4 separate regions of the Sus scrofa genome follow, and regions 1, 2 and 3 are each linked to region 4. A link is a contact called in public HiChIP or PLAC-seq and promoter capture Hi-C data. All regions are on one chromosome and are shown on one strand. The core of a region is the stretch at or near the end of the contact, and the rest is flanking DNA. Distances in the headings are between cores, read along the strand shown.

Evidence for each region. Promoter capture Hi-C pulls out the DNA fragments that hold promoters and counts their contacts. HiChIP or PLAC-seq counts read pairs in DNA pulled down with a chosen protein or histone mark.
Region 1: a contact with region 4 is called in an H3K27ac HiChIP or PLAC-seq map of alveolar macrophages. The contact joins the promoter of ACTR1A here to the promoter of GBF1 in region 4. A contact is called at or near these places in 2 of 5 promoter capture datasets (fetal liver and liver), 2 of 47 Hi-C or Micro-C datasets (blood and embryonic fibroblasts) and 1 of 2 datasets of contacts at active chromatin or transcription factors (alveolar macrophages).
Region 2: a contact with region 4 is called in a promoter capture Hi-C map of liver, with 5 times the contacts expected there. The contact joins the promoter of CUEDC2 here to the promoter of GBF1 in region 4. A contact is called at or near these places in 2 of 5 promoter capture datasets (fetal liver and liver), 4 of 47 Hi-C or Micro-C datasets (epiblast stem cells, liver, retroperitoneal adipose tissue and 1 more) and 2 of 2 datasets of contacts at active chromatin or transcription factors (alveolar macrophages and skeletal muscle).
Region 3: a contact with region 4 is called in a promoter capture Hi-C map of fetal liver, with 3 times the contacts expected there. The contact joins the promoter of NFKB2 here to the promoter of GBF1 in region 4. A contact is called at or near these places in 2 of 5 promoter capture datasets (fetal liver and liver), 9 of 47 Hi-C or Micro-C datasets (blood, fetal heart ventricle, liver and 4 more) and 2 of 2 datasets of contacts at active chromatin or transcription factors (alveolar macrophages and skeletal muscle).

What each region holds. Positions count from the first base shown.
Region 1 is chr14:113,496,631-113,502,286 of Sscrofa11.1, forward strand. ACTR1A (alpha-centractin) reads right to left here and starts at 2,164. Exons shown (of 11, transcript XM_001928877.5): 1 at 1,984-2,164. The coding sequence starts at 2,031. SUFU (suppressor of fused homolog) reads left to right here and starts at 3,371. Exons shown (of 14, transcript XM_021072750.1): 1 at 3,371-4,272; 2 at 4,275-4,392. The coding sequence starts at 4,212.
Region 2 is chr14:113,440,871-113,447,087 of Sscrofa11.1, forward strand. It overlaps CUEDC2 (CUE domain-containing protein 2), which reads right to left and starts at 2,773. Exons shown (of 9, transcript XM_003483550.4): 1 at 2,616-2,773. MIR146B (microRNA 146b) reads left to right here and starts at 5,984; the gene lies at 5,984-6,082.
Region 3 is chr14:113,403,802-113,409,396 of Sscrofa11.1, forward strand. NFKB2 (nuclear factor NF-kappa-B p100 subunit) reads left to right here and starts at 2,611. Exons shown (of 23, transcript XM_021072746.1): 1 at 2,611-2,732; 2 at 3,991-4,088; 3 at 4,345-4,426; 4 at 4,534-4,574; 5 at 4,813-4,911; 6 at 4,996-5,147; 7 at 5,407-5,513. The coding sequence starts at 4,068. It overlaps LOC106506113 (a long non-coding RNA gene), which reads right to left and starts at 3,630. Exons shown (of 3, transcript XR_001301171.2): 1 at 3,108-3,630.
Region 4 is chr14:113,240,862-113,247,052 of Sscrofa11.1, forward strand. GBF1 (Golgi-specific brefeldin A-resistance guanine nucleotide exchange factor 1) reads left to right here and starts at 4,625. Exons shown (of 42, transcript XM_003483549.4): 1 at 4,625-4,894. It overlaps PITX3 (pituitary homeobox 3), which reads right to left and starts at 532. Exons shown (of 6, transcript XM_021073065.1): 1 at 452-532.

The sequences.
Region 1 (5,656 bases), core at 914-3,413, 250 kb after region 4:
AACCACCTGAGGCCCCGAATCTAAATCTGTGACAGAGTTCCAGCTGTGGTGCAGTGGATTAAGAATCCAACTGCGGAGTTCCCGTTCTTCTTTTCCTTTGTAGTGTATTTGTAATGCATCAAAGCAATAGCGAATTTTCAAGATTTTAGGAATAGACTTATTTCTCTGGGAAACCAATAAATCAATTATACCAACAAATCGATCAATTCATAGTCTGGTGAAGGAAACAAACAAAAATCCTCCCTAAAATGAGGTCTCTCACTGAGCTCAACCTCCTTCCTAAAGAGAAGGAAAGCTAACTAACCAAAAAGCATCTTTCATTGGAAAAAATGAGGAATTTAGAACCCAGTCTTAATCTGAGTCTTGGCACCTCAACTCATAACCCAGCTGGTTTGAATACTGTTTGTTATTTAACCTCCCCAAGCCTCATTTTTCTTCATATTTCAATTGGGACTAGTAAGCCCTAACTACCTATCAGAGTTGAAGCCTAAAGAAGATTCAGGAGTTCCTGTCTAGGGAAAACGAATCTGAATAGCATCCATGAGGATGCAGGTTGGATCCCTGGCCTGGCTCAGTGGGTTAAGGATCCGGCTTGCGTGAGCTGTGGTGTAGGTCGCAGATGCAGCTCTGATCCCAGCATTGTCATGGCTGTGGTGTAGGCCAGCAGCTACAGCTCCTATTCAGCCACTAGCCTAGGAACCTCCATCTGCCGCAGGTCGGCCCTAAAAAGACACACACACAAAAGATGATGCAAGTTAAAGGACCTTGCAACGTGCCAAAGATCCCAAGGGCTGAATCAGCAGAGTGAATGTGACAGTCAGCTTAGGACAAAGGAAACTGGCAATTGTGCCTCAATGGAGGGACTTAGAAGAGGAACAGAAAGGTATCAACCCAACCTTTCCGTGGAAAGACAGAAATTCAGTTTTATACAACTGCTTCTCTCCGCCAAAAATAAGAGCAGTATTTAGATTCTTTCCATTTGTCACTATTGATGCACCTGCATGGGTACTAGCAAGAAGAATAGCGGATAAAGCACTGGATTTAGGGCACCACTACTGTGCGACCTTGGGCTCACTTCACCTCTTCGCGCTTCAGTTTTCTCATTCGTAAAACGAGGATCAAACGTCCTGCTTTAACTATCCACCTCAAATTGGTGAGGATCCAATTTGAATGCATGTGAAACCCCTGTGTAAGCGCTACAGCGCCTGGCAAATACGTTTAGTTATTTTTTTTTCCACAGCAACTAGGCGTTTCGAAGAGAAAGGTAACCCCCTACTTGCTTTGTCACTCCCCTTTCTTCTCAACATTTATTAACGTTGTAATTTAAAATCACAGAAATAACTGAAATCCTAAGGCCATTTCTGGCACCACACATTCGAGCCCCACCCAAACATACCGCCAAGCCGCGGGCCCGTCTGGGGACCGAAGGAAGCTTAGCCCTTCTCCACTCCCGGGCGGGCCCTAGCGGGTCAGGCCCCACCACTCCGAGGCCCCGAAACCAATCCCCACGGCCCTCGAGCGCCGCCCCGCCCCTTAAAGGGGGGAAATACTATGGCGGCCGGGAAGAAAGGCAGGAGAGCGAGCCAATCACTGCAGAGGGCTGCCCTCATCCGGCAAGGCCCAGAGGCGGGGTCATTGGCCAAGATGGACAGCCAGAACAGCCTATAGAGTTATCGGAAGCTGGGACGGGGCGGACGCCGGGCTCTCACAGAGAGGTTAAGGCCCCTCTAGCCAGGGGCCCAAGGACCCGGCTCGGACTATAACCCTTCCCTTTATCCATCCCAGGGTTCTCCATCCCATGCTTGATGGCCGGCTGGCCCGCCCTGCCTGTGGATTACGGGTCGGGGGAGGAAGGAGGCGGCGGCGGCTGAACCCGCCTGACAGGCCGGGCCAGTGACAAAGAACCGGCGGCCCAGGCTGAAACCCGGGAAGCGATCCCTTCGAGGAGGAGAGCATAAGTCCCTCTAGGGGGATGCAACTCACGTTGTCGATCACGACAGGCTGGTTGGCGATCACATCGTAGGACTCCATGGCAGAGGAATCTCTCCTTCCGAGGAAGGAACTGCCAGACCGGTCTGCCGCTAACGCCACTGAAACGCATGCGCAGTCTGGCCTCCAGTACCGGACGGCCAGGGAGCGGCCCGACCTCGCTTTCGAAGAACTACAATACCCAGAAGGCTCTGCATTGTATTTAGCTGCTTCGGAGCCCCGCCTAGTGTAAGTGACACGGCATCGCGTTTCCGGCGCACGGTGTGTTGGGCTTTGTAGTCTCTATAGATTAAATAGAAAGGGACGCTGATTGCATTGCCTACCAGAATCTGTAGTCCATTGGGAGGGATTCCCAGTGCCTCCTGAAGTATGTAGTATTTGTCTGTAGTTCGGTTTGGATTGATCAGTAACTTGTGGATGTTTGGCTTTTACAGATCAGTCCTGCCACTCTCCACCACTTCCCCTGGACAACGTAAGGTTGCCATATTTTTATATGGGTCTATAAGACATTAACAAACATATATCATGGAGTTCCCATCGTGGCGCAGTGGTTAACGAATCCGACTAGGAACCATGAGGTTGCGGGTTCGATCCCTGCCCTTGCTCAGTGGGTTAACGATCCAGCGTTGCCGTGAGCTGTGGTGTAGGTCGCAGACGCGGCTCGGATCCCGCGTTGCTGTGGCTCTGGCGTAGGCCGGTGGCTACAGCTCTGATTGGACCCCTAGCCTGGGAACCTCCATATGCCGCGGGAGCGGCCCAAGAAATAGCAACAACAACAACAAAAAAAAAGCCAAAAAAAAAAAAAAAAAAAAAAAAAAAAACAAACATATATCACTATAGCACTCTAATAAAAGTAACTTCTAATACACACAAATACACAGGGAGGAACATATTCAGAGAATAGAGGAAAGTAGTTTAAATTACATAAAATTTGCTTTTGCGGTAAAAGAACATTTTTGTTGATTTTTGCATTTTTTTCCTGGATAGTTGTAATGCAACATGCTAACATTGATCTAAAGACTGGCATTTGGCGCTACTGGTATAGATGATATTTTGGCCATTAAAACGACGTTCATCTTCCAGCTTCAGGAACTGCTCTAGCATATCTTTAATTTTCATAAGGATTCACATTGATGAATGAGAAAATGGAAGCGAAAAGAGGTTCTATTTTTTTCTTCCTTTCTTTTTTTTTTTTTTGGTCTTTTCAGCGCCGCACTCGCGGCATGTGAACGTTCCCAGGCTGGGGGTTGAATTGGAGCTGTAGCTGCCAGCCTATTTCACAGCCACAGCAACCCAGGATCCGAGCCCAGTCTGTGATCTACGCCACAGCTCACGGCAACACCAGATCCTTAACCCACTGACCAAGGTCAGGGATCGAACCCGAGTCCTCATGGATACTAGTCGGGCTCGTTAACCAGTGAGCCACGACGGGAACTCCATCACTGCTTTCTAATTGAGCCCAGTGTCTAGAGTATTTCCTCCCGCCCTTCAAGTTGCAAGGACCCTTTAGTTAATAGTCCTGACCCTTTAGTCAGGATATTTAATCGATCCTAATTTATCTAAGTCCTGTTACTTTCTAGCAGAAATTCAAAATAGATATTTCAACATATGACCCTCGAGTTTGGCGGTGTTGGTGTCAATCTGGTCAATGGACATTCAAAGACGGTAGGAAACATTCAGATTTTTACTGTTAAAACTAATGCTACACGAACGAATGAATCAATCCATTGCCAGATTTGTTTAACAATCCTTCTTAGAGTGACCGCAGAACAATTACAAGCCCTTTACCCACGCACTTCCCAGCGCTTTGGTGCGACCCTAGCACCTCAGAAAGACGCGCCAGCATCTCTATTTAAACCTGAGTTCCTCCTAACACTAGGGGAGGCCAAGAGCTTCGGGACACCCCTTAAACAGGGAGAGGGAGGCGGGACCTATTGTCAAGTCACGCCTTTCCCACCTGTGACTGGCAAAGATACTAGCCAATGGATGTCGGAATAGGGCGCGCCGCCGCCCCGCCCCCCTGAGCGCCCCGCGGCCCCCGAGGCACCCTCTGGCCGTCGCTTGCCTGGGCGGACGGTGCGCCTTGCGCAGGCGCGGAGCTTAGACCTCGCTGCAGCCCCCATCGCCTCCGGGAGTCGCACCCAGGGAGTCCGCCTGCTGGCGCGTCAGCGCTCTCCCCGTCGTCTGCCCTCCCCGGTCCCCCCAGCGCCCTACGCGCCCCGATGGCGGAGTTGCGGCCTAGCGGTGCCCCCGGCCCCGCTGCGCCCCCGGCCCCTGGCCCTACTGCCCTCCGGCCTTCGCCTCTCTCTTCCCCCCGGGACTGCACGCCATCTACGGAGAGTGCCGCCGCCTTTACCCTGACCAGCCGAACCCGCTCCAGGTTACCGCTATCGTCAAGTACTGGTATGTCTTGGGCCGTGGGGAGATGGACAGGGGCGGGCTGGGAAGGGTTAAAGCGCCGAGGGCGAAGTAGTTTGCGGGGAAGAGGAGGGGGAAGGAGAATGGTTAAAGCACTTGGAAGGAGGGCTTCCTGCTGAGAGGGAAGAAGTTAAGGCTCAAGTTAGGAATGGGGACAAAGGGGTTAACGAAGCCTTTGGGTAGCGAAGGGTTAACGAGGGGGGTGGATGCAGGGTAAACTGGGATTAGGAGAATAGAGTGAATTGGGGTGTGGGTAGGAGCAGGGGGGCGCATACGACAGGAGAGAGGGAACTGTAAACGTGGTGAAAGGAGGGGGCGCCTGTAGGGGGTCATTAGAGGGCGAGGGGAAGCCCGGGCGGGGTGGGGGGCGGCTGAAGTGGGATGAGGGAGGCGAGGCGGGGCCTGGGGAGCATCTGAGAAGGCTTTGGAGCAGCGCGGCTGGAGGAGCTCAGAGGGCAGGAGACTGCATAGGGTAGGGGCGGGTGTGGGTCTGTGGCTTAGGAGGGGAGCAAGTTGTGAGCATTGCGCTTGCGAAGGGATGAGGAGGAGGTCTCCTTTTGATTCCTTCCCTATGAGCTCAGACATCATATCAGTGCAGTGCTTTAGCGTTTGAAGTTTGGCGGAGAAACTTTTCCTGATAAACTTTGTGCTTACTCTGCATAGTTCTCTTTCTCCATGCAGAGCTTCCTCTGGGTTCCGCAGCTGCTTTGCTTTAGGTCACTGGCTAGCACAGAGGCAGGCAGGGTCAAGGGAGATCCATGGTTTGGCTCAGAATCGAAGGAGCCTGCAGTAAATGGTGAAGAGCTGGGACTTGGACAGGGAGGATCCTGCAGTGGGATATTAAGAGGAGCTTTGTGGCCCCCCGCTTCAAGATTTAGGTAGTAGTTCCTCAGGGAAGCTGAGAGTAACCCTCAAGCAGCTCTGTTAAGACCAGACCTGTGTTCAGACGGGCTGCCCCTGGGATGGGAATGGTCTTTTCTCATTTAACATTCCTGTTTGCAACCTGTCTCTTCCTGCTGCCTCTGGGCAAAACAGGTGTTATGAGGACTCTGGAAAAGAGCCTGTCTTCCTGGTCTTTCTGGACCAAAAGTTGACTGAGAGTTGAATCTGTTCAGAACCACATTCATGCAGGCATTGTATTAGACGAGCCTGCCCCATCATTGAATCCTGAACAATGATTCAGGCAGCTGCTTGGGGTGTGGCCAAAGGAGAGGTAGACCCAAAGGGGGACGTGAATAGAGTGGATGTC
Region 2 (6,217 bases), core at 1,523-4,022, 200 kb after region 4:
GGATATCAAGACTTTCAAATGGGTTGATGGAGTTCCCATCGCGGCTCAGCAGTTAATGAATCTGACTAGTATCCATGAGGACGCAGGTTCGATCCCTGGCCTCGCTCAGTGGGTTAAGGATCTGGCATTGCTGTGGCTGTGGTGTAGGCCAGCGGCTATAGCTCCAATGCAACCCCTAACCTGGGAACCTCCACATGGCATGGGTGTGGCCCTAAAAAGACAAAAAAAAAAAAAAAAAGAAAGAAAAAAAAAGACTTTCAAGTGGTTTGAGACAGGGCTGCCTGCCATCTATAATCACAGTTCCTTGGTCCCCTGAATGGTAACAGAGTTGCTGTGATAGCAGAGGGCCACCTTGGACAACACGACAGAGAAGCCCTATCTTAGCAGCGGTAGGCTGGCTTCTCACTCCAGAGCCTAGCGTGGGCCCTGGGGAGGAGCAGAACTGCCCAGATCAGGCATACCGGATCCCACCTTGCAGCTCCCTTAAGAGCTCAGCCCTCTATGGAGACCTACGTCTACCCTGGGTTATACCAAATCCCGGTTGCTATCATTTGCCTGCTGTCCTCTGTTGAGACAAAGGCCCAGTGATGCTGCATGAAATCCCAGTTTCTAGGAGAGCAGCTCTCAAGGCTGTGTCCAATACCCCTAGGTTTCTAACCAAGGTCTGAGGGCCAGTGCATTTTTATTGGGAAACACCTCACTGTGCCCCAATAAAAGGTCTTCCTGCCCTGAGCTTTTGCTCTAGCTTGTTTTCTAAGGAAATAATATCCCCTTTCCTCCTGTTCTTGGGCTCCCCAAACTTTACCCAGTCTTCCAAGCTTGCCATTTTTCCTTTTTCTCCATCCCCCTAGGCCTCCTCAGCATTCCTTTCCTACCCAGAGGCTTCTTCTAATATTTCTCCCCCATAGTCCCCGAGTAGGGGAAGCTACAGCCTAAGCAGCCAGGATTCTCCAGGGTAAGAACCTGATTTTTTTTTTTTTTTTTGGCATACGGAAATTACCAGGCCAGGGAATGAACCTATGCCACAGCTGTTAACCAGAGCCACAGCAGTGATAATGCTGGAACCTTAACCCCCTGAGTCACCAGGGAACTCTGAAAATGATTTCAGTAAGGTTTTTTTTTTTTTTTTTTTTTTGTCTTTTGTCTTCTTAGGGCCGCACCTGAGGCATATGGAGGCTCCCAGGCTAGGGGTCGAATCAGAGCTGTAGCCGCCAGCCTATGCCAGAGCCACAGCAACACCAGATCTGAGCCACGTCTGCGAGCTACACCACAGTTCACGGCAACACCGGATCCTTAACCCACTGAGCAAGGCCAGGGATCGAACCCGCAACTTCATGGTTCCTAGTAGGATTCATTTCCACTGCACCATGAGGGGAGCTCCCCAATGAGATTTTTCAAATTCTAAATATGGACCACAGAACCCCGGGGCCTCCAAATCACGATTCTCTGGTTAGTGGCACATGTGAAATGTGTCTGTCATCCTGTCATGAGTCCTGTTTAAACACCTCTGATGATGGTAGTAATATTTAGTATTTATCAACTCTTTACAATCTGCCAGGGATTGTTCTATGCACTTTACATGTATTAACACCTAATCCTCACAATTACCCTAAAATTTAGATAGTAATATATCATATTATCCCATTTACACAAAAAGAAACAGAGGCACTGAGGGTCACAAAGTAAGTTAATGGCAGAGTTATACCAAGGCAGAACCCTCCTTGTTAACCACTATACTACACCACCTCTCAATGCAAACGGTCTCTCCTCAGCCTATATTCTGATCTTTCTCTCCTGCTTGTCTGGCCCTCTTGCCTACCTCAAGAATCTGTTCTTTCTCCCCACTCAGAATGTCTTTCCCTTTGCCTCTCACTCGGCAGGACTCACTTCCTCCCTGCAGTCAACCCTACTGCCCTATCCTCATTGCCTGAGAACATCCCCAGGACCAGGCACAGGCCTGGACTCTCCAGATGCTCCAAATAGAACCCTTGGGCAAAATGAAGTTAGACTAGGGGAAGGAGTACCATACTGTTCCCTTGGGGTGGGGAGGTGCCCAAGGTGGAGGGAGAGCACAAGGCGGTTTGGTAGGAGGAGTCCTGGAAGCAGCGTGGAAGAAGTCCTGGGGCATTCAGAGGGTCTAGAAACGAGGTCTTCACTGCTTTTCCCAGCCCCTGTGAAACCCAGCTCCTGGGGTCCTAGTCTCATAACACAGGTTCCAGACGACATCTCCTGACTCTCAAGTTAGGTCTTAGAGGTGCCAAGGACACCAAGGGGTATACAAGGGATTCCGGTATTCAAAGTCAGGCTGCAGTACAGGAAGTGGGATGATGGCCGACCCCTGAAGCAAGAGCTCCCTAAACAAGAGAGCAGTGTACCCGTAAGGGTCCAGAATAGCGGACCCGAGGGCAATGGGATGCGGTTGAGGCCCTGGGGACATATGAGGAGGGAGGCCCGAGCAAGCTGGGATGTGCCTTGATACAGGCCACAGCGAGAATCAGAGATGGGGGTCCGGCGGTCCCCGGGGGTACCGTGGGGAGACACACCGGACAGGTACCCTGGGTCAATGCTCTCCGAGACTCTCCTAGCCCTGGGTTGGGGCCTGGAGGGGAAATCACCTGCTCCGTCGGGCGCCGCCGGCGACTTGTCCCGCACGATGCAGCTCTCATCCCCCAGCCCCACCAACGAGATCAAAGGCGGGGCCCAGAGCGGTGTTTTTACACTAGCGCTGTGGTAGCCATTTTTAAGAAGGGCATTGCCCACAACTGGGCGGAGCTTCTGCACTCCCTTTCATTTGTCTCACGAATTTGGACGGGCTCCTGCGGCGACCATTTTTGTTGAGGGTAGGGAGGAGCTAAGCGTGGAGGTCCCGCCAGTGGGTGGAGTCTCAGCGACTGATTGAATCCGCGCCTACTTCCTTGTCAGCGGCGGGAGATGGAGAACATTTTGACCCCACCCAGTGTCTTCCCATCTGCAGTATTTCCTCGCCCCCAAGTCTCCGCCCTCAAGTCCTATAGCTACCCCACCACCACCCTTCTCTTTGTCTCTCCCGTCCTTCCACCCATGGAAAGACTCGTGGCTTCCCGGTTGGTTCTGGTGGCCCTGCACCTAGACCTGGTGTTCTTCCCCAAATCCCAGGGTCTCTCCCCTTTCGTGTCCAGTCCAGGTTCAAGCCCTGTCACCCATCGACTCCTAGGTCCTGACTTCCCCACCATATCTGTCTCCTTTGCATTCCCTTAACAGCGATGTCTCCCCAAGGTTAGGGTGTCTTCAGGGCTAGGAGCCTGTTTTGGAAAGGGGTGAGGAGGTGCTCTGAGTGAGGATCCACCTGAGCCCAGATCCAGGGTAGCCTGCAGGCCATGCCCACCCCCAGTGCCTTCATGCCTCTGTTGGCTGGGCTTCTCATATAGCACAGGACAGCTGAACGCCAGTACCCGGTAAGGCCTCAGCTTCCTCTTTCTGCTCCTGCTGCCACAGCTTCACTGTGCTACCCTATGGGGAAGCCCACAGCCTTCTCTCTCAGGAACCCTTCAGTGGTCATGAGGGTGAGTTCCCTTCAAGGATAAACTAGTGCATCACCAATCAGCAGGGATGAGTTCTTTTTCAGGGCTAGTCCCCTTGTGGGGTACTGGCGACCCAGAGACTGTTCTTACCCTCAGGAGCTCACAGTCCAAGGTAAAAAGTCCCATTCTCTCTTCCCTAAGGACAGAGGTGGTGCCAAAGCATGGAGAAAAAAGAGATCACTGCTCCTCTTCCAGTCCTGCTCCTCACTGCAATCTCCCACCTCCCCGCAGGATCCTCTGGCCTCAAAGTCAGCAAGATGTTGGTTGCTGGGGAGAGAGGCAGGAAAGGGGAGGCAGGAAGGAAGGAGGGAGCACCTTTGGCCTCATGTCTCCCATAAAAGCGCTGCTGCTGCCAGCCTGGCACTGCGGGGGTTAATGAAGGGTCGGGTGACAACCACTTTGAACTCTAGCCAAGCAGGCCCCTGGGAAGGGGGTGATGGGTAGCTGCCAGCCCTCTATAGATGTGGCCATTCTTCCCCTCCCCCAGCTCCCATCCCCCGCTTCCCCTTCATTGCACAACACTGATGACTCTTCTCTCCCTACCATCCCCATTACGGGAATTTTCAGGTTTCCTCAATAGAGTTGTCCCTAGTCCTGGCCCAAGACCCTTGTGGCCATCCCTGAGGCTGACTGTACCTTTCCCTCCCCCACCTTCTGTCTCTTGAATGGCATTTGGATGTAGCTACATATTATCATTGGAAAGACCTTCCTGAGCTTTCCTTTCTGGGAAGGATGATGGGAAGGACCTCTTGGGGGGGGCCCTCAATTCCCAGCTCAAACTCTGGGGGAAGGGTCTCAACTCTGTGCAGCAAGGGTAAAGTTCTGGAGTCAGAGGACAGAGGGTGGCCTGAGGAGAAGGAGCACCACAGACACAATGACACACAAACGGTAAGACAGAGGCTCCAACAGGAATCCTTAGGAGTTCCCGTCGTGGCGCAATGGTTAACGAATCCGACTAGGAACCATGAGGTTGTGGGTTTGATCCCTGGCCTTGCTCAGTGGCTTAAGGATCCGGTGTTGCCGTGAGCTGTGGTGTAGGTCGCAGACAAGGCTCGGATCCCAAGTTGCTGTGGCTCTGGCGTAGGCTGGTGGCTACAGCTCCAACTGGACCCCTAGCCTGGGAATCTCCATATTCCACAGGAGCAGCCTAAGAAATGGCAAAAAGACAAAAAGCAAAACAAAACAAAAACAGGAATGCTTGTCCTGCTCAGCATTCCATAGCTGGTTGAAATTTAAGTCCCTTCAGGTCTCAATGTCTCTCTCTCCAGGATGGGAACAAATTCCACCTACACTTTGGATGCTGCTTGAAGCCACAAGGGGTGAAAGGAGATGGAATGATACCTCCTCTCTCCCCATTCTGTCAAACGAATTTTGCAGCTGATGCTGCGTCCCCTCAGCTGATGGGAAAGTTAGAAGCCTCTGTTGAAGCTTCCTCTAGCATATCAATTCCCCAACATCCAACCTCAGAATGAGGAATTGGGCTCGTACTAGGCATAAAGGGCCTATTTCCCAGACATTAAGAGCAGAGAAAGGACCCAGCTGGCTGGTCTCAGGGGGTGGGAAGGATTCATTCAGACACTGAGGTAAGGAAGGGGATGCTTGGAAGGATGGGGGGGTAAGTAGGGGGTCTCTGCTTTTTATCTTGCTCTTGCTTGAGGTCAGAAAGGGTTCTCTGGGCAGGGTGCCCGGCCCTCCCACACCTTCCTCCTTTCTCAGAAGAACCAGGATGGGGCGGGGGCGGGAGTTGGCTGGGGCGGGTGGGGGCCCTATTTAAGAAGCACTCTCTGGGAGCATCTCTGCAGATCCAGCTCCAGGAGGGAGAGAAGAGGCTTCATGGGTAAGTGCGGCCCCTTTCTCTCAACTCAAGCAGGGTGGGGGTAGGGTGGCTCCTGATCTGCCGGCTTGCCTTTTCCTCTCTAGGGATAGACTGCCACTCTGCCCTGCACCTCAGCCCTCAGTTTAACTCTCAAGAAAGTCACTGTGTGTTTCAGGGGACTCTTTCTCATCCACTGCCCTATCTATCCCAGGTACTTCAGATCTTCACATGGGGAGGTTTTCAAGGAGCTGGGACTCCTAGGCCTCTATCTTTGGAATCCACAGTGGGTGGGTCCCCTTTGGCTCAGGAAGCCCCTCAGTCTCTAGAGAGAGTCCCTTCTCAATGTACATGTTCTAGCTCTTCCCCAGCGCCCTGCCCATCCAGTTCCACATCTGGGCCCATCAGGAGCAGATCTGGGTGGAAGATGATGGGACTCACTCTGCAGCACCTTGCCTCTTTCCCTAGCCATGGACCCCAATTTTCAGTTCCAAGCTCACACCCTCCCTGGGATAGGAGGAATCTTGAGATTCCAGGTTCTTCATCTAACCCATCCTGGGAGTGGGGGAAAATTCAAAGACACCACAGGAAGGCAGCATCAAGGCTGAGAGAACTTTGGCCACCTGGCTCTGAGAACTGAATTCCATAGGCTGTGAGCTCTAGCAAATGCCCTAGGAACTCAGTTCTGGTGCCCGGCTGTGCTACAGTCAACACCAAGGTCATGGGGGAGCTGCTGGCTCAGGCTCTCAGCATCCCAGCCGGATGCTTCAGGCACCTATCCTGCTACTGGCCAGATCTTTTAATAACTTCAACTAGGGCTACTTTTTTTTTTTTTTCCCCTGGC
Region 3 (5,595 bases), core at 1,361-3,860, 160 kb after region 4:
ATCAAATTACCCATGACATTTTTCACAAAAATAGAATGAAAAAATCCTAAAATTTATGTGGAACCATAAAAGGCCCAGAATTGTCAAAGTTACCCTGAAGAAAAAGAACAAAACAGGAGGCATAACCTTCAGACTTCAGACAATACAATAAAGCTACAGTAATCAACACAGTGTGGAACTGGTACAAAGACAGACATATGGATCAAGAGAATGGAATATAGAGCCCAGAAATAAACCCAGACACCAATGGTCAATGAATCTTCGACAAAGGAGGCAAGACTTTACAATGGGGAAAAGACAGTCTCTTCAGCAAGTGGTGCTGGGAAAGTTGTACAGCTGCATGTAAATCAATGAAACTAGAACACACCCTCATACCATGCACAAAAATAAACTCAAAATGGCTTAAAGAAATTCCCTTGTGTCTCAGGTCACTGCTGTGGTGTGGATTCAATCCTTCGCCCAGGAACTTTCAGATACCACAGGTACAACCAAAAAAAAAAAAAAAAGAAGACATAAATATAAGGAGTTCCCATCGTGGCTCAGAGGAAATGAATCTGTCTAGCATCCATGAGGACACAGGTTCAATCCCTGGCCTTGCTCAGTGGGTTAAGGATCTGGCATTTCTGTGAGCTGTGGTGTAGGTCGAAGATGTGGCTTAGATCCAGCATTGCTGTGGCTGTGGCATAGGCCAGCGGCTACAGCTCCGATTTCACCCCTAGCCTGGGAACCTCCATATGCCATAGGTGTGGCCCTAGAAAAGAAAAAACAAAAGACTTAAACATAAGACATGTCACCACAAAACACCTAGAAGAGACCACAGGTACAACATTCTCTGACATAAACCATACCAATGTTTTCTTAGGTCAGTATCCCCAGGCAGTAGAAATAAAAGCAGAAATAAAGAAATAGGACCTTACCAAACTTACAAACTTTTGCACAGCAAAGGAAACCATAAACAAAATGAAAAAACAACCCATAGAATGGGAGAAAATATTTGCAAATGATGTGATTGACAATGGCTTAATTTTCAAAATATACAAACAGCTCATACAATTCAATAACAAAAAACAAAACAAAACAAACTCAATCGAAAAATGGGCAGAAGACCTAAACAGACATTTCTCCAAAGAAGCCATATGGATGTCTTTCAATAGGCATGTGAAAAGATGCTCAACATTGCTAATTATTAGAGAAATGTAAATCAAAACTACAATGAGGTACCACCTCACACCGGTCAGAATGGCCATCATTAATAAGTCTACAAATAGTAAATGCTGGAGGTGATGTGGAGAAAAGGGAACCCTCCTACACCTTTGGTAGGAATATAAATTGTTACAACCACTATGGAAAACAGTATGGAGGTTCCTCAGAAAACTAAATACAGAACTCCCATATGATCCAGCAATCCCACTCCTGGACATATATCCAGACAAAGTTTTCATTCAAAAAGATACATGCATATAAAAAAATAAAAGATACATGCACCCCTAGGTTCATTGCAGTACTATTCACAATAGCCAAGACGTGGAAACAACCAAAGTGTCCATCGACATGGATGGATTAAGATGTGGTGCATATATACAATGAAATACTACTCAGCCATAAAAGAGAACGAAATAATACCATTTGCAGCAACATGGATGCAACTAGAAATTCTTATACTAAGTGAAGTAAGTCAGAAAGAGAAAGACAAATACCATATGACATCAATTACGTGGAATCTAAAATATGGCAAATATCTACAAAACAAAAACAGACTCACAGACATAGAGATCAGACCTGTGGTTATCAAGGGGGAGGGAGGAAGCAGTAAGATGGACGAGGAGGGAGTAGCAGACACTGCAAACAGTACAAAAGATAATTTTCTACTCTGGCGAAGTTTGAACTAATTTTGGATGGCTTTTCTATTCTGATATTCCAAATCTCTGTGAATGATGAACAAGGCCTGAGTCTCCCAGATAAACACCTCGTTTCTCTTACCCAACGCGGAGCTCCTGATCAGGTCTGAAAGTTTGCCCCCCACCCCGCAAAAAAAAAAAAAACAAAAAACAAAAAACTTTATAGAACAAGTTTTAGGTCCAGATTGCCTCTTCCAGGGAAGACTGAGATTACGGAGTCTCCTCGAGGCTCCAGAGCGGCCACCAGATGGCGCTCTGGCACCAACTGCAAATCAACTTCCTTCCTCTTCCCCTAACTCTTCCCGGCAGCGGGGCCCCCGCTCGAAGCGAGGGACCAGAGGGCTGGGTCCCTCCAGCTTCCCCTTGGGATTCCCCGGCTTCTGAGGTGGCCAAGCATTAGATGCAACATAAGCTGAGTAGCAGCAGGGGCTGCCAGCCGGCTGGGACAGGCCAGGGTAAGAGAGGAGACCGGAGCCGCGGTCCTCGGCTGGGGAATGGCGCTGGGTCAGCGGATCCCGCAGCAGGCTGGTCCCTAGGACAAAACTCACACCTGATTGAGGGCCATCCTCACTCTCGCTTCGCGCGCTGAGCAAATATTTCCCCTCTAAGGGGCGCGCCTGAGTCACTTGCGATTGGTTACTCGAGTCCGGAGTTAAACTTTCAGCCAATGAAAAACGGCATGGGGAGTGACGCACGGAAACGTCACGGGAATTCCCCCCTCCTGGGGCGGAAAAGGGGCTTTCCCGGCTGGAGTCCTGGTAGCTGGAAAGGTGTCGCGACCCGTCCGGGGTGGGTCGGGCCGGGAGAGAATCCGGAACCTGAGCCGCCGCAGCGGTGAGTGGCCGGGTTCAGACCCCTGGGTGGCAGGACACGGGGAAGGGCGGGAGGAGGACCCTTAGCTGACCGAGCCCAAGGGCTGAAGAGAGGCGTCTGCACACTCACAGAGAGCACGCACACGATCAAGATACACGCATACACACTGATGTCCTTGTATAAAGACAGGCGGGCCGTTTGTTACACCTTCACATATGCCGGCGTGTGCACAGCACTATCCATGCAGACTCGCTCACACAAGGACCCGCAAAACACGCACACCGTGCACAGGTGCCTGGACCCATACCCTTCACGCACAAACTCGAAGATGTGTTCACCTGTGCTCTTACATACATGCTCAGATGTTTCCGCACTGAGAAGTTTAAGGACACTCACCTGTATACGCATGTTCAAGCCATGAACACACAACACGCAAGCACATGGGCCGAAACACACTTGTACACCTATGATGCAGATGCATACATGTATTACACACGGCTTTGGGACTGGGGCGTAGGGCGTAGGCAGCCAGAGTAGGTGCAGTGTGGGAATTAACGGCTGTTGAGATGTTTTCGGGAGGGGTAACAGGGGAGCCCATCCCAAGGAGACCCTTTCCTTCCCCCGCCCCAGGGCCCCAGAGACCAGTTATCCGGGCAGAGCCCCGGGGCCCCTCACTGGGAAGAGCCCCCACCTACAGGCCTTCGGGGAGTAGGCCTTCCTACTGCAGGAATGTCCCCCCAAAAGCCCCCAGGGTGATTCAGCCGTGGCCTCACTCGGGGTAGAAAATCCCAAGGTTGCTCCAGGACGGGGGAGGGAAGGAGGCGGACCTGACCCCGTACTAGGAGCCTCCCCCAGCTTTGAAAGACCCTCCCGTCCCCGGCGCCTGCCCTGGAGGGAGGAGGAAGGGGTGCCCAGCCCCGCGGGACCTTCCCAGCATCTGGTAGCCCCTCGACTTCGCGGAGACGCTGCGGGCGCTAGCAAGCCAACTGAGACCTTGAGCCCCTCCCGTCTCGGGGGCGTGGCCAGTGCGTCATTTCCAGGCCCGCCCCCTCCGGCCCCGCCTCCCCCTGGTATTTTCGGGACTTTCCTAAGCTGTTCTAACTTTCCTGCCCTTCCCCGGCCCAGCCCAGCTCCGGATCTTGCCCTCCACCGGATCTTGCCCGCCACACCCGGACGGGTGGCTGGAGATCAGACCCTCCCCTAAATCCAGGCCCCCCCTTTCCCCCCAACTCCCGTCCTGATCTTTCTCTCCCAACCCCTCCACTCCTCCCCACCTAAGGCGGGCGCCTGAAACTCCGGGGAAACAGCACCCGGCCGGCCGGAGCCACCGGACAGAGCTGGGCCTAGCCCAGAGACATGGACAGTTGCTACGACCCAGTGAGTCACTTTGCCTGGCCCCAAAGCCGGCCGGTTGCCCCCTGTGCCTGTCTGCTTGTCTGCCTGCACCTGTAATGTCCTTAGATTATCTCAGCCTGCCTGTCAGTTACCTCTGTCTGCAAACTGCTTCCAATAGGAGTTTTCTTTTATGGGCCTGGGGAGGAGGAGTGATTATGGAGGGCTTGGAGAGCTGAGAGCTGGAGGGCCCCGAGAGTGGCTCAGAATCAGATGCTACCCCAGTCTGTCTCCACAGCAGAGTCTGCCTGGCATCATCGAATATGATGATTTCAAATTCAACCCGTCCATTGTGGAGCCCAAGGAGCCGGCCCCAGAGACAGGTTAGTAAGTCCCCCGACCTCCCCTTGTCTTGGAGGGAGGAACATGTGCCCTCTGCCTTGGGAATGGACTCAGAAGTCCTGGCTCAACAAAGTCCCTCTGTCCCCAGCTGATGGCCCCTACCTGGTGATCGTGGAACAGCCTAAGCAGGTGAGTGAAAGAGATGGCATGGAATGGTTTCAGCTTTGGGGGCAAGTGGGATAGTTGGGTGGCCATGGTGACCACAGACCCACTTGGGTTGAGGTGGTTGGTTGCTGCTGATCACAGCAGTATGGTTGTGAATTCAGGATAGATACATGCAATTATTATGGTCACTGCTGGCTGGTAGCAGGGGAGGGGGGTTTGGGGGCCTCATGGTCACAATGTCACTCTGCCCTGGCACCTTCAGCGAGGCTTCCGATTCCGATATGGCTGCGAAGGCCCTTCCCATGGAGGACTGCCAGGTGCCTCTAGTGAGAAGGGCCGGAAGACTTATCCCACTGTCAAGGTGAGCCTGGATGGTGCTGGGGGGGGCAGGGGTGACTCGTGGACAATGTCCATAAACATTACTGACAGCCCTCACCCCTCACAGATCTGTAACTATGAGGGACCAGCGAAGATCGAGGTGGACCTGGTAACACACAGTGACCCGCCTCGTGCTCATGCCCACAGCCTGGTGGGCAAGCAGTGCTCGGAGCTGGGGGTCTGCGCAGTGTCTGTGGGGCCCAAGGACATGACTGCCCAGTAGGTGCCCCATACCCTTGGCTCCCAATGGCATGCCCCCTCATTGCTTGTCCCAGTCCTAGGCCCTGGCCCACCTCTGTGAGCTTAGTGTCTGACCAAGGGGAGAGACTGCAGCTGGCCCCAGAACCCAAAGCCCCAAGTAAAAACTAGAAAAGCTTCCTAGAGAAGTAGGGCTGAGCTGAGTCCTGGCAGTGGGGAGGGTGCCTCAAGAGCAAAGAACTGCCTGCAAGGCCTCTGACTCCCTCCCTCCCCCACCCAGATTTAATAACTTGGGTGTCCTGCATGTGACCAAGAAGAACATGATGGAGATTATGATACAAAAACTTCAGAGGCAGCGGCTTCGCTCCAGGCCTCAGGGCCTTACAGGTATGGGGGAGATGGAGGGAGTCAAGGGAGGTGGTCATGGAAGGGAAGAGTAGAGGAGGAGGAGGAGTCCAGGGGTCACATG
Region 4 (6,191 bases), core at 3,375-5,874:
TGTGTGTGTGTGTGTGTGGGGAGGGGTGTCGGGCACCGCCATCTGCCCCCTTGCTGGGCGACCGCCGCCAGCTCCCCCGGCTGGCCAGGGCCTCGGCAACCCCTTTCACTCCCTAGCTGCTGGCCCCGCGCCTCCGGATTCCAGGGTGCTTTCTGGTAATGGTTTCCCGACTCAACTGTCCGCTTCGCAGAGCCCCTGTCCTGACCTCACGTCTCCGACTTCTCTTCGATCCCTTGAGTCTTCCTCTTATCTGTCCTCCGAGTCCTGACGCTAAGTTTCCCTTTTTCTAAGTCCTGGCCCCGGGTCTGCACTCCGCCCTCCCAGTCTCGACCCGTTCCCCAGGCACCGTGCTCCAGTTCAGCCTCCCTAGGTCCCGTTTTAGGGATCCCAAAGTCCAGCCATGGCCCCTCGGCCCCGTGAGTCCCTGTCTCCCGCATGGTCAAGCACTCACAGTGAGTCCCGCAGCAGGCAGACTCCCGGCAGCGGCGGCGGCGGCCGCAGTCTGGAGGGCAAGCAGGGGCCAGAGGCCGGGCACCCGGCCGGGGTGGGGGCCGCCCCCCTGCGCCCAGGCCGCCGCTCCGCTCCGGCGCTCCCGGACTCGCTGGGAGAGAGTGAGCCTCGCCGTGCACTGCCACCCCCCGCCGGCGCCCATTCACTTTATGGCAGCCCAGGGCGCCCCCAGCCCGCCGCGGCGAGCCTCGCGTGTCGGGCCCCGCCCCCTTCCAGCTGCGCTGCCCGGGCTCCACCCTTTCCAGCTGTGAATTTTCTGGCCCCGCCTTCGGGGGCGGGCTCCGGCAGGCGCACAGCCAAGAACTCCGCCCCCTATCCAATCGGAGGCGCTTCTCCGCAACTGGGCCCCGCCCCTCCCCACGTGGCTGAAACCATGCTCCAGCGAGAACGCTTTGGCACAACCAAGCCGGAGCGTAGAGTGGACCGGGTGTCTCCACCGAGCCGGGGCCCGTGATGTGGGGGCCAGACCACCACCCCGAGCGAAGTGGAACGGTGCTGGGGGATAGGGTCAGGTGGAAGTGCGCACGGATTGGGAGAGGCCAACGGGTTTCTGCGCTCAGAATTCGTTGCCGCTCAAGTTTCGGCAATTTTCTCCACTTGTCGCTGTCTGTCTCCCTGCCCTTTTGTCTCTGCTCCAATTCTCCCACATCTCGCCTTTCTTTCCTTTTTTTTCCTCCGCCACCGCTTTGCTCCTGCTGTTTGTCTCTCTCCTTCCTCCTCTGCCACTTTGAAAGACTAATTTCTCTTTCTGCTCCTATTTTTCCTTGCTTCTTTCTCTCTTCCTCTTCTCCGCTATCTCCTCTCCCCTACCCCCCACCTCGCCCTTTTTTCCCCTCTCCTCTAAGGAAGGTGGCTTCATGAAGAAAGCAGAAATTGGAATGAGACAAACCAAAACGGCATTCTAACCCTGCTATCAACTGTGCCATCATCTAGCGACTTTGGACAAGTAACTTTACTATCACTCCCAGCCACTTCCTCAAGTTAAAGGAGGTTCTAACTGGATCTCAGGGCTTGGGCTGGGTAACCCTCAGAGGGCTGGGTAATTTTCCCTGTCAGTCTGCATGCTTGTCTCACCCAGATTAAATTCTCCTAGCCTTAACAGGGCTACCTTCTTGGTGATACCAGGTTAGGTTCTGTGGCCAAGGTGTGTCCTTGGTGCTTGCTGGTTAGGGAGTCGCAAGGGATAGGACAGATGTCCCAAGGAACATAGAGAGTCAGGCTGGGTTGCTAGGTTGCCCCTGATGGTCTTAAGCCCTATCTCATACTGTATGCCTGGTGAATCTGACCAATCATGCCTCTGCTCAAAACCTTTCAATGGTTCCTGTTTGCCTTCAGGATAAAGGCCGAGTTCCCTTGCCTGGCATAGAAGACTTTTAGGGCCTGATCCTGTCTTAATCTCCAATTTCCTAGTGGTTTCTTGCACACCTCTTACAGTAAGATATCTTTCTTTCTTGCTTGCTTTTTTTTTTTTTTTTTTTTTTTTTTGTCTTTTTGCCTTTTCTTGGGTCGCTCTCGTGGCATATGGAGGTTCCTAGGCTGGGGGTTGAATCGGAGCTGTAGCCGCTGGCCTACGCCAGAGCCATAGCAACGCGGGATCCGAGCCGCGATTGCAAACTACACCACAGCTCACAGCAACGCTGGATCCTTAACCCACTGAGCAAGGGCAGGGATCGAACCCGCAACCTCATGGTTCCTAGTCGGATTAGTTAACCACTGAGCCACGATGGGAACTCCTTTCTTTCTTTCCTTCCTTCCTTCTTTCTTTCTTTCTTTCTCTTTCTTTCTTTCCTTTTTTCTCTTTCTCTCTCTCTCCTTCCTTCCTTCCTTTCTTTTCCATTTTATCTTTTTAGGGTTGCACCCACAGCACATGGAAGTTCCCAGGCTAGGGGTCTAATCGGAGCTGCACCTGCCGGCCTACTCCACAGTAACTTGGAATCTAAGCCGCGTCTTCGATCTACACTGAAGCTCATGGCAACACCAGATCCATAACCCACTGAATGAGGCCAGGGATCGAACCTGTGTCCTCATGGGTACCAGTTGGGTTCGTTACTGCTGAGCCATGACGGGAACTCCAGTAACATATTTCTAACCAAGCTTCATTTTTCCAACTCCTAGTCATCCCCTGAAGTTCCACTAAGGCCTCATTCTCTTGGGAAGCCTTTCCTGAATTCCCAGGAATTAGCTATATGTCTAGCCTTTTGCTCCCACAACCCTCTTGTGCATACCCTCTATTACCCCACCCATAATATTGAAGAGATCAGCTTATGTGTTGTCCCTTATGATACTCAGATTTAGGAGGGCAAGAACCATGTTTCCCTGATCTTTCTATTCTTAAGCATAATGTAGAAATTTAATACTAAAATCTAAGATGGAGACGTTTTGACTGGTAAGATAATGTAGGTTAGAAGGGGCTGGGGCGTTGTCATCTTTTTCCTTATCTCTAATACACAATTGCATTCGTGCTTTCAGATCGATTAATTTCTAGAGGTATGTAGGAGTGGAGATGGGGTAGAAGGGAGTTTTGGGCCACTTAGAGAATTTTCCAGTTTATTATCCAGGACTTCTCTGAGATATGCCCAAGAGACCAAGTATCAGTTTTCAAATGAAGGTGGAAAATGGCTCAGAGGTAGTGTGGAAAGAGATGCTATGGTGGTTGTACCCGCTACTCCTGACTTTTTGGGTGAAAGAGGCAAGGTCTTCACCTGGACCCAGAGATCAGGAGCCCAAAATCCAGGTGCAGGAAGCTGTTAAGGAATTCTTCTGATGTCAGTTCTGGTGGTTTCTTCATATTAGAGGGTTCTAGCCCAAGGTTGGTCTTTGGCTGTCTGGTTTTGAGACCACATTCCTATGGGGTTAGGAATGGAGTTTCCCTGGACTTGGGTCATCCATAAATGGGAGAAAATGAGGGGAGAGTTGGTATCTTCTTTTACTGTGTCCCAGCAGTCTCTTCAGATCTGCAGGAACACCTGGGCTTTATTCCAGCAGACAGGCTAGGAATTCCACCATTCAATCTGCAAGGAGAAAGTCATCTTTCTGTCCTCTTTCTACACACTCTTACTTCTAGGTAATTCTAAATAACTTGGTACCCTGTATCTTCTCTTGCCAGGGGAGAAGCAGCTGGGGGCAGGAGAGTGAATACTGTGGGCTAGCATCTTGCCCTCAGGCCTCTTAGCATTTCTAAGGCAAACAGTAAAGGTTTCAGTTTCCTGTCCCTGGTGATGAGGACTAACCCGTGTGGTTAGCTTTTTTTCCAGGTAGGTAAAGGGTGTCTGAGGCTTAGGATGAGGGTCAGAGCTGGGAGTCACAGTCTGATAGACTAAAGCATAAGAAATATCGAAGGGCAGTGAAAAAGAGAGCTGGAGTGGAGTGAGGACACCTGGGTTTGTCTCTCTGCTCTGTAATTAACTAGCTATAAAAAAACGTGGGGGCTCTCTTTCCATTCTGGGAATCAGTTTCCTGCTCTGCAAAATGAAAGGACCTGAATTAGATACCCAAGGTTTCTGTCACCTCCCATTGTCTCCATCGGCGCAAGTCATAGAAACAAAGTTGAGATGGGACGGACTCATCTATGAGAAGCCAAACAGGGCAAGCGGACGGGACGGTGGGGGAAGGGAGTTTGGAATAGATTGCTCCTCCATCCTGGAGGGAGCCCAGCGATGCCTCGAAAGGAAATGATCCCTCAAGGGTCACGGTATTGGCCCAGGTGACTTTAATAAGGAGTGGCAGCGGGCATCGGGATGGGGGGGAGTAAGGCCGTCCACTCAGGCTCTCAAAACGGACCCCGCCCCCTTTCCAGCAAATCATAGCTTTCTTCCCCATAATGCCCAGCAGCCACTGTCAAGCCACGCACTGCAACCAAACTCTACCCAACTCCGCCTCTCCAACTGCCCAGCACAAATTCTCCTTTTTTATTGGCTTTCATAACTGTCACTCAGAGAGTCCTCATATCCGTTGGTTGTCCCCTGCCTACCCTTTTCTTTCCCTTGTAATCTAGCCTCTTCGGGCACTACCCGCCTCCAAAAGCCAATTTCCTTTCTTCAATTGGATAGCTGGAATGCCACTTTTCACAGTGCAAAGCTATGATTGGCTGTGCGCGGCAGGCTCGCGCAGTTACCAGGCAGCGGGCTAGACTGAGGCTAGTTACCACGTCAGTGAGCTGACAGGGAAGGCAGCCGGCTCCACCGCCCGTTCCGGTCGACTCTTCCCGACCAACTGTGCGGCTCTTGATTTCAGCGTCAACTCCCAGGAAACGAGCACCTTCCCTGCTCGCATCTGCCACCAGAGCCGGTAGAGCAGCTGGGAGACGCCTTCGGGGCCTGGGCTGGACATGAGCAGCGGCTGCCGGTCCTGGGACTAGGCCCCGCCATTTTGGATCCGCTGACAGGTCAGCGAAGTCTCTTAAGAGTTCCAGAGTCGTGAAGGCCGCTCTGACATCGCGAGAGGGAATAGGGGAGGAGGGCCCTTAAATTGAATGAGCCGGGGCAGAATCGAGAAGAGGGAGAGAATGTTATGGGAGGGAACTGGGAGAGGTGCAGGGGGGCAAAGGTCAGGCCCCTGCCGCCGGAGGGACGACTTCGACTCTGGCTTTCGATCTCCTTCGGATGCCGGAATCCTTCTTCCTGTGTTCCTAGATTTAACCTAGTCGTCAGCTTCTCGCTTCCGGAGCTTTCTACATCCTAAAGGGCCGAGTCCCCAGAACCTGAAAGGAAACCTTGAGAGTACTGTATCTTCTTTTCAGGGTTGCTTTTTAGACTTTAGATATGGGAGTCTTTCCAGATTCTGTACAGCATCCACCTCTGTGTGAGTGTCTCATTAATACAGCTGAACTGCATCGTTAATGATGATGAACTAATGCAACCTAGACCAGGATTGAGGCCAGCCTCTTTGGAACCTGGGCTAAGAGAAGGCTTTCCTTTTATGTGGTTTGTATGTAAACACTGGCCTTGTTTTCTGAGCTTGTTTCTTCGTTTACACAATCTTTTACAGATGTTCATTTCTAGTGTATGTTTTTGGTTGACATTCCCTCCAACCCCCACCCCCAGGTCTTCTCTTCAGTTGGCCTAAGGAGATGAAGTTCAGTCTCAAGAAAGCCACTCTATTATGACATATCTGGATGAGAGCAGAGAGGAACTTCAAGACTTGAATTTGAGTGCCTGTGAAGTTGGTACTATTGGCCTATTTAGTGGATAAAAAAGTCATGAGAGGTGTTCAGTCAGTTTAAAAGCGGTAGGGTTAGGGCAGCAGAATGAATGATGGGACATAACCCCAAAGTGTAGTTTATGGCACTGCAGTGACCTTTGATAAACAGCTGTATTATAAAGCTATAAAAGTCCTTCACGAGTAAAGAATGCCTTTAGAAATGAGGAATGATGTAGATAGTGTTTTTTAAAACACAATGTAGAAATTTGCACACACAGGGGACTCCTGGGCCCTGTGGAGGATACTGAGAGAAAGGTCTCTTTGGGGATTGTTCTGCTCAGTTTGTGCACTTCTTAAAAGCAGTAGCTTATATGTGCACTGGCTTAGCTAGAGCAATAGGGATAAAGCAATATCAACCAAATGCCTTTTCAGCATGTAGTAGACACTCAATAAGTGTTACCTGTACCTAGGATTAGTTTTAGTATATGATCCTGACTTATGGCCTTGGTTCTAGTCCTGGCAGTCAGAACTTTTTGCGTGAT